3 separate regions of the Mus musculus genome follow, and all the other regions are linked to region 2. Evidence: chromatin contacts called from public Hi-C and HiChIP or PLAC-seq data. All regions are on one chromosome and are shown on one strand. The core of a region is the stretch at or near the end of the contact, and the rest is flanking DNA. Distances in the headings are between cores, read along the strand shown.

Region 1 (4,099 bases), core at 547-3,046, 270 kb before region 2:
CACAGACTGTCATGGAGGTTTGTTTGGTTATCATGATGGCAGAGAATGGAGGACCAGACCAGAGTGAAAGGTAGCCATGCTAAAGAATAGCTCAGGGGGCTTAAGTGGGTGGAGCTGTGGGAGGCATCTTCCGAGTATTTCCATTTTACTAATGTTATAGCACACCTCAGTTTCATTCCTGTGTATGAACGTACACTTTCATTACATTTTTGTGAGTGTGTGCATACAGGCACGTGTTCGTGTGTGTGTGTGTGTGTGTGTGTGTGTGTGTGTACAGCTTTGTGTTGATTCTCTTCTGTCTTGTGGGTTCTGGAGATTGACCTGCCTCATCAGACTTGGGAGCAAGCACCTCACGTTCTGAACCATCTTGCTTGTCTGGTACATTTCATAGTAAATTTAATTATAAATGGGACTCATTGCCAAAATAAACAAAGCACTAATTTGAGGAAGATTTTTGGTTTAGGTTTTGCATGAAAGAGGCTCTGCCCATCCCTCAAACTGTGTTCTGTTAACAGCATTGAAAGGCCGTTCCTTTCAGTGAACTCTGAGGTGCCTTAGAATACCTTGGGGGGGGGGTGACAGGATGAGAAGAACCCCATTGTGTTTGGAGTTTGAAAGTGATTTAACCCCCGGGAGCACTGAGTCCTCTGTATCCTTTTTTCCTTTCCTGCCATCATTAGCTTACCTCAGTCTCTGTCAGGAAGGAAAATGAGTTGCGGCTGCAGCTGAGAGAAAGGGAAAGTCTAGAAGCCCAGAGGCTGAGGTGCAGGCCTGTGCAAGGGGTGCAAGGGCAGTTATTCAATTCTAATCTAAAGTCTAACCTAAGCTACTTGTACTCGGGAAGGAAATGTCCCACTAAAATATCTATTGCTAAAATAATTCCCTGGTACTTGCTAAATATCCCGTTTGCTCTGAGAGATAATCTGCTTGCCTGTAGACCTACCCCTTACATTTGTTTTCATTTTGCACAGCTAGAGTTTATTTACCACATATTTAAATAAATATACTTAACACGTCTCTCCCTCCCTCCCTCCCTCCCTCCCTCCCCCTTCCTCTCTCTTTTTGGTGAGTCCATGAGTGGTTATTTCTTTCTCAGGTCCATTTTATGAATGTAATTGTTGTTGCCATTCTTTTTGAGACAGGGCCTCATGTAGCCCAGGCTGGCTTCAAACTCAGTATGTAGTCAAGAGTGACCTTGAGCCAGCATGGTTTTATGCCAGGCTCAAGACTGAGCTCGGCCTCGTGCATGCTCCATCGGTCAACCCCATGTTACTTACTTGGTGCCATCTGGTTGTAGTGTTCTCACCCGTTGTCTTCTAGTTTCCATTGCTGTGAAGAGACACTGTGACCAAGGCACCCTAGCATGTATGCAGGATACCTATGCTACTCTGCTTTCATCTCACTCATCACGTTTAATGACGGCGGCCAGCCTTTGTAGACTGCTAGCTCTGACAAGTGCTGTCTCCAGCATCCCGTGTGCGTGAATGGAGGAGGTGCTGCTGATGGTCCTCATCGTTCACAATGAGGCAGAGAGAAGCACCGAGAGTCCTGTGTGTCCTAAGACTCCAGAGCCCGAGCTCCCCATCTCCCACAGGTGGCATGTCTGAGAGACGGCCATCAGGAACCCTGAGACAGCCCTCCTGGATCAGCTCCAGGCCGACTTCCCTGTGCTGCGGCTTCTAAGTCACAGTGTTTGCAGTGTCGTCCCTAAGAGTGTGGGACAACCTTAGGCCAGAGCTGGGACTCGGGTGTATTACTAGAAAGCGAGCACTTGCCACTCTGGGCAGGACCCGCCCTTTGCGCCTTTGAAAATAGACATACTTAGGGCCACCAAACAACACTTCCCAGAGGCAGGGTGCTGGGACGGTTCTATGCTTTCTTTGTTAGCTGGAATTTATAGGTCGGATCTCATCACTCTGCCAAGTACAATAAACACTCCTTCATCGGGAATCTTAGTTTATAGTCGTTACTTTTTCCTTCTGGATGTCCTACAAGTGGCCAGCTCACACGGTGAGTCAGAACCCTAACTGTAGCTGCCGCGCAGTGCGCTGTGTAGACCACAGCTGGGTAAGAACACAGGCCACTCTGTAATGAGCTCGGATGTGTAGACTAGATGCTGCTTCGTGAGATCAGCCCTCCCTCTGGCCAGCCTAGGTGCTATGGGTCAAATGGTGAAGTCTGTGCGACGTGTTCAGCAATGCTTGTGTTTGTATTGCTTAGAACATGAGCACTGCATGATGTAAAGAAATACAGTCCATGATTTTTATGACCCATGAACTTCCTTTACCTCATTCCTAGGAAATGCAGCTGAATAGTTAGAGGATAAAGCAGTGGCAGCCTACCAACGCCTGCCATGGTTAGCCAGGCTCGTTGGGTTAGCTGTAGCCAGCCCCACCTGAGCAGCTGGGCGGGATTTGTCCTGTCCTGGTTGTGTGCTTTTAGTGTGCGTGCAGACCTGCCTAACTGACACAGCTGATGAGATTCTCTTGGCTGGGGTGAGAGAGCAGGGGGAACTTGAGAACAGTTTTTAGAGGCTTCTGGGACTTTTGATTTCTAAGCCTGCACCTATGAAATTTCAAGGACGTTAATGTTCACGTTTTGTCATCTATACATTAGTTGGTTTTCTGCAGAAACTGGACTCTGGTCTGAAATGTTGCTTTTCAACAGTGCACTCTGACATAAGCAGCTAGCTCCCTTCTGCAGAGGTGCAAAGCAGGGTGGTACCGGATGAGTGCATAGCATGTTAACTCTGTGAGTACCGTGTACAGAGGCCACTCTAAGAACTGCAGTCTCATACTGTCTAGTCAGTAGGAAGATGGAGACTCTCCCAGGGAGTAACTTGCTCAGCCATGCAGCTGGTTACTGCAAAGGATCCAACTGCCATGTCAGTCATCGAAAATAAGGATAGTAATGTGTGACACTTAGTCGGACTGAGTGTCTGTGTCTGTGACAGAACCACGTCCTGAAACTTCCTGACTTGCACTCCTACCCCAGAGAAAGAACTGTTCAAATGTGCAGGATGACCTCAGAACTCTGTGGTTCCTGTCCCTTACATGTTCCTGCCTCTCCCCTCTCCGGCCCTTCATCACCAATCATGAGAAACTCATTGGCCTGTCTGTTAAATTGCAGTGCACATAGCTTTTTCAAGTCTGTCAGAGATGTTTTGCATAAACGGAAAGCATTCCTTTGTGGCCTTTCATGTCTCGCTGCTTCGCTCCATGCCTTCGAGTTTCATCCGTATGTAGCCTAAAGCTGCACTCACTTGGGTTTATAGCTAAATAATATTCCACTGTGTCAGCATCACTTTTTCAGTCATTATCAACTGGTGAACATTTGGTTTGCTTCTACGTTTGGTCTTTTGTAAATAACACTGCTATAAATATTCATGGGCTCTTTTTTTTTTCAGTTCTTCTGAGTAAATTGCACATAGGAGTAAAGGGGGTTGTGGAGACAGGGGATAGGAGGAGAAGAAAGGGCTGGATCAGCTTCTTGAGGAATTGAAGTCTTCCTCCAGAAACACCCAAGGCTCCTAGTTCTCCCCTTCCTCTGCCGTACTTGTTACTGCCTGAGTACAATTGCCTGTTGTGAGTGCAGTGGCCCTGGCTGGGCTGAGCTCTGACTTCCCTCTGACTGGTGATACAGCATCTTTCCTGATGTCCATTGGACATTTGTCTCGAGAAATGTCTGTTCAGACTTTTTGCTCATTTTTAAAAGATTCATTGTTTATATGTATCTGTGTTTCTGTATGTACATGATTCTCCACACAGACCAAAAGAGGGGATCAGATTCCTGGAGATATAGGTGGTTGGGAACTGCCTGATGTGGGTGCTGAGGGCAGAACTTGGGTTCTCTGGAAGAGCATCATGTGCTCTTAAACATTTAGCCATCTCTCCAGCCCTCCTTTGCCCACTTTAAAATTGGATTAATTATATTTTGTACTTGTGAAAGTACATTGTTCGATGTGAACCGTGACTTTTTATGTGCTAAGTTAGTGTTCCACTGTTTATATAATTTGTTTATGGATAGTTTATCAACAGTTGATAGACATGTTGGCTATTTTTTCTGATTAGAGAATGTCAGATATGGAGCCCTGAACATC
Region 2 (4,403 bases), core at 280-2,779:
TCTTTGTCTCAGAACCAATCTGCGGGTAAAGGGAACATGTTCTCAGGCTACCTGAACAGGAAAGCTCAAAGCAGGGCTGCAAGGTCAAAGCCAGTGAGGGCTACATAGTGGGCACTTGTCTCAAAAGCCAAGCAAATAGCTTCACAAAAGAGAAGGTCTCTAATAACAAGCGCTCTGGGCAGGGAAAGTGGCTACACACACACACACACACACACTGCTTCCATCCTCACAGTGCTCCATCTGCCAGTGTTTCAATGTTCTCTCCCCGATGTGACATTTACTGAAATGTAGCTACTGCTGGGAAGGGACAGGAAGCAGGACCTTTAAGATGTGAACAGGTCAAGATCCCTATTGTTATGAGTGGATTAATGCCATTGTTGAGAGAGTAGATAGACTAGTTCCCTCTGAAATGGATTTGTTATAAAATAAAAGTTTGTTCTGTCTCTCTCCCTCTGTCTCTGCCATATTCATTCATTCATATATATATATATATATATCCCAACAATGCTATGATGTAGCAAGAAGGTCTCTTGGATACCTCAGTGTCAGTCTCCTGAATTGTGAGAAGTAACTCTCCTTTCATGATAAACCACCCGCCTGCGGCATTCTGTTACAGACTAAGACAGTCACTCATTCTCCTCTAAGGTTATCGTCGGGCACCAGCTACCCTCTGTTTTGGGACTTCCTTGTTTGCTAGAACTCCTGAGATCCATACCTTCTCAAGTTTCATAGATAATGGGCAGGGTGGAGGTGGGGTTGATATACATCCTGAACAATATTTTACTCTCAGGACCTCAATAACTACACACAATAACTAAAGGTTGGTCACAAAACGTGCCTAGAAAGGAAAGCAGGCAGGATTTGAGCCTGTGGATCTGCCGCATTGAGGGGACGTAGTCCCAGGACCGAATGGGACATCAGGACAGGACAGGTGAGACAAAGCGCCCTCCAAATTTCGATTTCTCGTTTTGGACAGTGTCTGTTCCTCTCTGACTGTGAGTCTTCCTCATCCGACACGTGTAATTGTGACGGTTCTTCGACTGTAACTCCTTGGTTTGGGATTCACCAAGGAAAACAAACCTCCGCTTGCCTGTGAGGGTTTATCTAGATTAGGCTGACTAGGTGGGAAGGTCCACCCTAGAGTGGGTGGTACCATGTCATGGACTGAGGTCAAACATTGAACGGAAAGGAGCCTGCAAGGTGAGCTGCAGCAGCATCTGCTGTCTCTTTGCTTCCTGACTGTGGATGCGGTGAGATCAGCCACCTCAGACTCCTGCCGCCAGGCTTCCCTGACACACTCTGACGGTACCCTCAGGCTACGTACGAACCAGAGTAGACCCCTTTTCCTTAAGTTCCTTTTCTGAGGCATTTTATCACAGCAGCAAGACAAGTACAGAATAGAGTAACAAACCCACACTCCAGTAAGCCCCATCCCTGCAGACGACCCGTCCCTTCCTCTCCAGCCTCTGCAGCAGCCCCACCCCTCCTTCAATGCCGCTCGTCTCATCTCTGCCTTCGGATTTAACTCCACACTCTCAGCTTTCTCCCCTAGGCTCTGTTCTCTCTTTCACCACACCACACACCAGATGTGTTTCTCTTTTACTCGCTGTCTTCCTGCTTGAGGAGGAAGCTCCCAGAGGGCAGTTCTTTCCTGCATTGAATATTGTATCCCAAGGATCTAGAAATGTCTCCAGCACATTGTAAACACTCAATAAATACTCGTGGGACGAATGAACGAATGAATGCATTTCAGAACATCTCCTGGCAAGCCATCTTGGATTCAGGACGGAGTAGCACTGCCACCTGTTGCCAGAGTTTTGTATTGTGAATACAAACTCAGGGTGAGCAGGAAGAGGCTCACCCTCAGGGGGTCAGCCCTGTCACTTGAATCCTATTCCATGTTCCAAATGCCACCACCCGACTGTAGCCATCTCAAAGACCTATAGCCTGTGACTTTTGCCTGTTTTATGCCCCTAGTCTGCCAACACCTGGTGACACCTGGCCAACCATTCTAGGAGTTTGCTCTGATGTGTCTAACATCAACCATGCACAGGAAATATTTCCTAACCAGAAAAGGGAATCATAAAAAAGAGCTCAATCCTGAGAAAGGATGAAAGAGAGAACATGAGCTGTAGGACCACATGGGATGTGGGGCCATGTGGGATGGGGGACCATGTGAGATGTAGGACCACATGGGATGTGGGGTCACGTAGGAAAGGAGACCACGTGGGATGGGGGGCCATGTGTGGGATGGGGGACCACGTGGGATGGAAAACCAATGAGAAAGCCTGAGGGACTAGCCTAGTTCCAGCTCGACTTTGAGTCTGCTTTGGTCTCTCCTCTATAAGAAGATGGCCTTGGGCTACATGGGCTTCAGCCCTGACTTCCCTAACAGAAAGGACAGGAAGTCCATGGCATCTTCAGGTTCTGCAGTCAAGTTGCTTGGGTGCCCGTGTCCTAGTTGAGGGTCTCTTCACTGTTGGTTGTGGGGACCTCTTGACAGCTGGTCTTTTAATTGCAGTTTCCTCTCAAAGCCTTACCCCTGCTTGAGCTCAGCCTTCATGGCCTGGCTCAGGGGCCCCAGTACCATGACAACCAGGATCCTCCCCATCCTACACACACATACACGTACACACACTTTGTGTTTGGTCTGCTTCTTTTAACTACCTAAGGGTTGATCTAAGCTGACCTCTGACTTTCTTTGGGTCTCTGTAGTCTGTCTATGCCAGCAAGGAACGACTGTCCCGCCCCTCTGTTCAGGTTGGGTACCCTCTCCTTCTGGCCTCTGCCCAAGCTCTGCTCAGCCCAGATTTGTGTCCATTGATCCTAGACCGCATGTGATTTAGAAGACATGTTAAGGGTAGGCTTCCTGGAGGAATTCCTGGGGCCTCTGAATCCACCTATGCTGGGTGGTCAGAAGATCTGGTATTGGGAACAATTACCTTGTTCCAGCTCAGGAGGAATGCCGTTGAGAAGCAAGCCAGGCCACCTTGTGACACTGGAGAACTGTCTGCTTGAACGCTTTAAGGAGCCCATAGAAACCCACCTGTCTCCCCTTTCTGTGCCCTGCCCACTTCTACTCTACAGAAAGAGGGGGCTCTCCCTGCTCTGCTTCTCAGCCTCCCTCCCTTTGAGCACTGCTGCTCTTCCAGCCCAGCTGCTGTTCCGGGAGCGCGCCTCTAGGGAAACAATGGACTGAGTGTCCTTTGTCAACTCCTCACCAAGGACTCTGTGAGCTCACTGCCATGGGAGCTGCTTAACTCCCAGAATGCCCTGGCTTGTCCGGCTCCATTTAGGAGCCTGTGAAAGGGAAGGTCCCATGGAAGTGACAGAAGTCATTAAGCCTAACACAGATGAGGTTGCTGTGAAATTTTAGCAGTCAAATTTACATTGCTGGTAAGAATTTTTTTTAAAGGATATCAAAAGATTGGCCAAAAAGCAAAATAATTTTTATAATGATTCTATATTAAAGTTACATTTTTATATATTGAGTTCAATAAAAGCATACTGCTAAAATTAAGTTTTCTTGGGTTTATTTGTACTTTTAAAACGTGACTAATGGAAAATTCTACCTTAAATACATGTTTCACTTTAAACTTCCTCTGGGTAGAACTACTTTAAAGAGCTGGGACCAGGTATGGTAGCACGCATGCATCAGAGGCAGGCAGATCTCTGTGAGTTCAAAGCCAGGTTGGTCTATACAGTGAGACCATGTCTCAAAAAAAAAAAAAAAAAAGTGTGTTTGTGAGCTGTGCACAGTGCCTCATTCATACCTGTAATCCTGATGCTACGGAGGCTGATGTAGGAGGATTGTCTCAAGTTCAAGGCTAGCCAAGTTTACATATTAAGATTCTATATTTAAAAGTGGGTTGGAGGATGGAAATAAGCCAGGTAGTGGTGGCTCACACCTTTAATCTGGCACTCAGGAGCAGAGGCAGGTGGATCTCTGAGTTTGAGGCCAGCCTGGTCTACTGAGCAAGTTCCAGGCCAGTCAGGCTACACAGAAAACCCCTGTTTTTATTGTTTTTTGTTTGTTTTGTAAAGTGTCTGGACACAGAAAAAAATATATATGATTTATTTTATGTTCTGCTACAGCATTAGGCCCCAGTACACCATACCAAACCCAAATGGAGTTGCTTGTACTAAAAATGAGACCAAAACTGTTGTCTGACATTTCAAGAAACCAGCAATGATGGTAGTCAGATTTCCTAAACTATTAGCATAAAAATTAAGTTTTCCTCTGCCTTAACTCTTGAAAATAAAGACACCCCCCCCAAAAAAAAGGAAAAAAAGGAGGAAAATAAAGCCACCCCAGACGGGCCAAGCCCAGCCACTTATTCTCTCTTTCTCCATCTCACTGTCCCCTTCTTCTTGTGTAGCTTTGGAGTCATCAGTCTCAGCTG
Region 3 (4,296 bases), core at 523-3,022, 290 kb before region 2:
AGACAAAGGGGCTGTTGCAAATTTCAGACCAGTCTGAGCTACTCAGTGAAACAGTTTCAAAAAAACAAACCAAACTGAAGAAGATAAGCAGGTGAGCTTTGTGTGCTGCTGGGCTCTGGGGTGGGGAATGGGATGGCCGAAGGGAAACATTCTCTACAGAACTTCATCCCTGGTTTTCCTTGGCTATCATTCATAGCAAGGAAAAATAATTTGAAAAACAATATAAAAGTGAAATCTACTCTTAGCACAGTTCTCTGTGGTTACATCATCTTTTTCCTTTTTTTAAAAAACATAGCTAAGGTTCTATTAAGTATAAAAGTTATAGCTTCCTTTTTTTCACTTGGCAATATGAAAATATTTGCTATTATTATTACTTAAAACTTTATGGCTGCTATGGAAAATGGTATCACACTTCCTTAAAAACTGGAAATAGAATCAGTATCTAATCCTGCAGTTCTCCGTCTAAGTTCAGAGAAAGAGAAAGCAGGCTTCGATGGTTGTACTGCTATGCTCAGAGCAACGTTCTTCCTGGTCACCAAACCACAGAACAGCAGTGTTCATTGCTGACAATGTAAGCAAAATATGCTATATACATATGGTAACATTAGTCCATCTTTAAAAGAGAAGTTCCCATCCTCAACTAGGGATTGAACCCAGGCCTTTCCACATGCTAGGCCAGTGCGCTGCCACAGCTATATCCCCAAGCAGCAAGAGAGATCTGACCTGTGCCACCACATGGAGGTACCCCGAGAGATGGCTGGCTGAGCAGATAGTTCATAGACACAGAAAGTAGAGCTGTCATTGGCAGCGTGTGATGGGACAGCCAAGAGATAGAAGTGCTGGGGTTAACATAGTAACTTCATACTTAAAACATTTAAAAATAGCAAGTACAAACAAAAACTAAAATCTCTATTATTTCTTCAGAGTTTTTTTTTTTTTCAATTTGGGGAATTGGGGGGTTGATTTTTCCTATCACTATCCATCTCTACAAAAAAAATAATTTTGCCTAATTTTGCCTTTTTGATTAACTAGGAAAAGAATCTTTTGTTGAAAAGTGGGCTTAAGCATCTCTCTGTGTGTCTCTATGCCTGTGTGTGTGTGTGTGTGTGTGTGTGTGTGTGTGTATGTATGAGGGGGCGGAGAGAGAGAGATTGGGCTTATTGGTTTGTTTTGCTGGGTTTTTTGAGATTGGTCTCATTATATAGTTCTTACTCTCCTGAAACTCACCAAGATCCACCTGCCTCTGCCTCCCAAGTGCGCTGGGATTAAAAGCATATGCCACTATAATTGGCTTCATTGCTCTACTTTGCCTTCATTGCTGCGTGTGGTGTGGAGTCAGTCTGTAACTCTGGCCTTAGGTTTCATTTCTAAAAGCAGACTAAGTCTCTTGAGAGGCAGCGCAGTGCTACAGCTGCTGTACGTTGTGAGACCCTCGTCCCACAAACAGTGCATGGAGACCTTGCCAAAAGTTTAAGGGTTTTTAAAAGTTATTTTTGGAATGCCTACTTTGTACCAAGCTCTGGATGAAGCAATCAATATATATGATTCCATGAGTTTATCTCAAAATGCTCTTGGTATTAGAAAATTAACTTTTCTGTGTTGACACACCCTATGTATAACACTAGTTTAGTTTGGCATAAGTTCAAGAGATAAGGCAAACAAGTATGGTTATGTTTTCAACTTTTACTTTCAATGTTTTAACACAGTAACTGACACGCTTTAACCTTTTGTTTCTGGTTCATAAGGACTTTTCCCTGGGCTTTCCCAGGGTACCACTAGGGCCTGGGTGTACTGTGTGCTCTGCCAGGGGTGCCAGGTAACAAACAAAAACTTGTTCAGATCCTGGTAGCAAGCCATGTGCTTTATGTCTCTTTGTGTGTGCTTGTTTGCACATTCTGTCTTGCTAGCCTCCTCCTGGGAGAGTGGGGATGGTGATAGCTTTAATTTTACTTTGAGACAGACAGAGCCTTGCTCCTTAGCCTAGGCCAGCCACGGCCCTCCTACTGCTGGGATGACACTGGGACACTACCACTCTGGCTCTGGTCATTGCTTTTAATAGAGCGTGCTTTACACACATCACTGCTGTACTCACCCAGCCACTTCTCCCATTAGGATCCCACAGGAGACTGTGACTCCTGGTCTTGGCACTAACAAATGCCAGGTTGGCTGGTAGCAAGTTTTCATTCCAAACAATAGTTCCTGATGCTCAGGGTAGAATGCTGGAATCACCGGGGAAGATTTAAAACCTCCCAGTGTCAACTCCCACCCTGAGAGACTCTGCTGTAGAAATAAATGCCTTTGCCTTCCCAAGTCCACTGAAGCCAGGGACCCTCATGTGGTCCTTGTTCCAGAGGGTCGTGTTACATTTTCATCTTTTAAGATGTGGCTAAAGTAGAACAGGCAGTACTTGGGTCAGTTTGTTTATCAGCCTTTTCTGGGCGAGGCCAGACTGACTTAGGCACTGCAACTATTTCTTAAAACCACAGTGCAGTGTAAAGAGGGCAACAAAACAGGTTCTCAGGCAAACTCCTGGATCTGGGATTTAAATACGGAAAACCCTGTGAAGTCCCTATGCATTTGCAGAGATGTAACCCTCAGAGGTCAGGAGAACCCATCCATCTACACAGCTGAACAGGCGTGGACCCCACTGAAAACTGCTAATATCTGTACTCAGCTGCCAAGTCCTTGTCAAGCTTTTTCCTGGACCTTACTGCCTCCATGTGTCCAGACACTGCTTGTCATGTTGGACTGTCTAAAATAGAGCTGCTCAGATAGAACGTGTTCTCAGAAGTCACTAGTTAGACTGAAGGTAGGACCTGAGCACCTAAATACTTGGCCAGCTCCAAGTGAGAGCTGCTGTTGACCCTGAGACAAAGTTCATAGTTTATGAACTTAGCAAAGGCTAAGCCATCAGCCACTGTAGTTCTAGCACCCAGTTAGAAATGTTCTTCCCATGCTCATGGCCTTACTCCCCCTTGCTAGGCAGAAGCAGACTCAAGACTTCCAAAGCCATCAGGCCTGCAGCCTCTCCCAATGTCAGGGCTGCATGGTACCAGGACACTGTGGGAAAGTTATATTTCTTGGTTCAGGCAGCCATCCCTGTGGCCTCAGGGCCTGTGGGAGGACTGGTGCTCTGTTGGCATGCAGTTGGCTATTTGTCATTCTGTTAAATAAATCTTATAGTCTGATGAGGAAAATAGGCTTTTGAGAATATGAGAATAGATCTCAAGGTGAGTAAGAAAAATGTGTGTGTGTGGGGGGGGGGGTTGGTTGGTTGTTTCAGTAAAATGGTGTTGATGAAGGGAGTAGGTATGGGAGAGCTTGTGTTTGTGGGCCCACTCTAGTACTTGGCCCCTCAAGCCAGCTCTGACTTGCAAACTGTGAACTGTAACACGGCTCACCTCCTTCTCAGCTTCCTTTGATCACTCCTCCCACCCCTGTGTCCCCCTTCTTTACTAGTCCCCAGTAAGCTGAGTGCTGTTCCCCTTGAGGGCCTATGGGTTTAAGAATGTGAGTAAAATGTGCTTATAGAGACAAGGCTGGGGCTTGCTTGTGTGTGGCAGTCCCAGGTCTTCCCCAGACGTCTATAGCCAGCTTCAGAATCTGCTCTAGAAAGAATTCCATTTGCTTCACAAGAGCTGAAGACAGCATTTTTTTTTTCTAACCACCAGATTTATTCACACAAGAGACTACACTGCCAGGGCAGAAAGACTGGGGCTTGGGTCTGATTCTACTTTCCCATGGCCCCAGCCTCTTCCCAGTCTCCTGTGTTCTGGACTGCTCTCCTCCACAGGAAGTAGCTCGCTCTTTTGCAGTGACCTGAGAAACAGTGTGGCTAAGCCCTCAGCCTGCTGCAGCTTGCTGTCCCACCTCCATTGCCACTGGCAGGAGTCCAGCCCAAAGGGGCTGTTGTAGTAGGGTGATCGTGGGGCATTGTAAGGCTATCATTTGTGGTCCCTGCCAAGACTGGAAGACACGCGAGTCTCAACAAGGCTAGCTAGTCACGTAGCACACCTGCTTTTGTGGGGGGGTGGGCTGGGCTGGACTTGGTGCTTTCCGTTCCTTTTTCTCTTTTCTTCCCCCACCTCTCCTTTTTCTCCCCCCCCCCCTTCTTTTGTCTAAAAGGTTTCCCCAGCAGTCCCTCTTCTTGACATCTGAGGGACAGACAGATTGAGTGGGAATGTGACCACTGCCTTGCTCTCAGTCTGAGACTCTGGGGAGAGGAGACTACCATTAGGACTTCTTCAGTCCTCTAACTCAGCCTGTTGAGGTCACCTTCAACCTGGTGAAGAACTG

Evidence for each region. Hi-C and Micro-C count contacts between places; a contact is called where the count stands out from the background. HiChIP or PLAC-seq counts read pairs in DNA pulled down with a chosen protein or histone mark.
Region 1: a Hi-C map of embryonic fibroblasts shows a contact between it and region 2, with 4 times the contacts expected there. The contact joins two enhancer-like sites. A contact is called at or near these places in 1 of 15 datasets of contacts at CTCF or cohesin (large pre-B cells), 10 of 484 Hi-C or Micro-C datasets (the G1E-ER4 cell line, the HL-1 cell line, bone marrow-derived macrophages and 3 more), 6 of 115 datasets of contacts at active chromatin or transcription factors (the HPC-7 cell line, acute myeloid leukemia, embryonic stem cells and 3 more) and 4 of 9 other capture datasets (adipose tissue, embryonic stem cells, liver and 1 more).
Region 3: an HNF4G HiChIP or PLAC-seq map of pancreatic cancer cells shows a contact between it and region 2. The contact joins two enhancer-like sites. A contact is called at or near these places in 1 of 15 datasets of contacts at CTCF or cohesin (large pre-B cells), 1 of 484 Hi-C or Micro-C datasets (bone marrow-derived macrophages) and 7 of 115 datasets of contacts at active chromatin or transcription factors (acute myeloid leukemia, differentiating embryonic stem cells, effector CD8 T cells and 4 more).

The regions. Positions count from the first base shown.
Region 1 is chr17:84,242,613-84,246,711 of GRCm38.p6, reverse strand. The region is part of intron 31 of Thada (thyroid adenoma associated); the gene reads left to right. Among named protein-coding and RNA genes, the nearest start is that of Gm24492, 43 kb to the left of the region's middle. Within about 2 kb of position 1,796, at least 48 of the 459 cell types and tissues checked have an H3K27ac peak or open chromatin away from gene starts, as enhancers often do. A contact at or near this core is called in the HL-1 cell line, embryonic fibroblasts and pancreatic cancer cells, where this site is marked.
Region 2 is chr17:83,970,992-83,975,394 of GRCm38.p6, reverse strand. No RefSeq gene overlaps it. Among named protein-coding and RNA genes, the nearest start is that of Gm35457, 9.2 kb to the right of the region's middle. Within about 2 kb of position 1,529, at least 134 of the 459 cell types and tissues checked have an H3K27ac peak or open chromatin away from gene starts, as enhancers often do. A contact at or near this core is called in the HL-1 cell line, embryonic fibroblasts and pancreatic cancer cells, where this site is marked.
Region 3 is chr17:84,264,092-84,268,387 of GRCm38.p6, reverse strand. The region is part of intron 30 of Thada (thyroid adenoma associated); the gene reads left to right. Among named protein-coding and RNA genes, the nearest start is that of Gm24492, 22 kb to the left of the region's middle. Within about 2 kb of position 1,772, at least 74 of the 459 cell types and tissues checked have an H3K27ac peak or open chromatin away from gene starts, as enhancers often do. A contact at or near this core is called in pancreatic cancer cells, where this site is marked.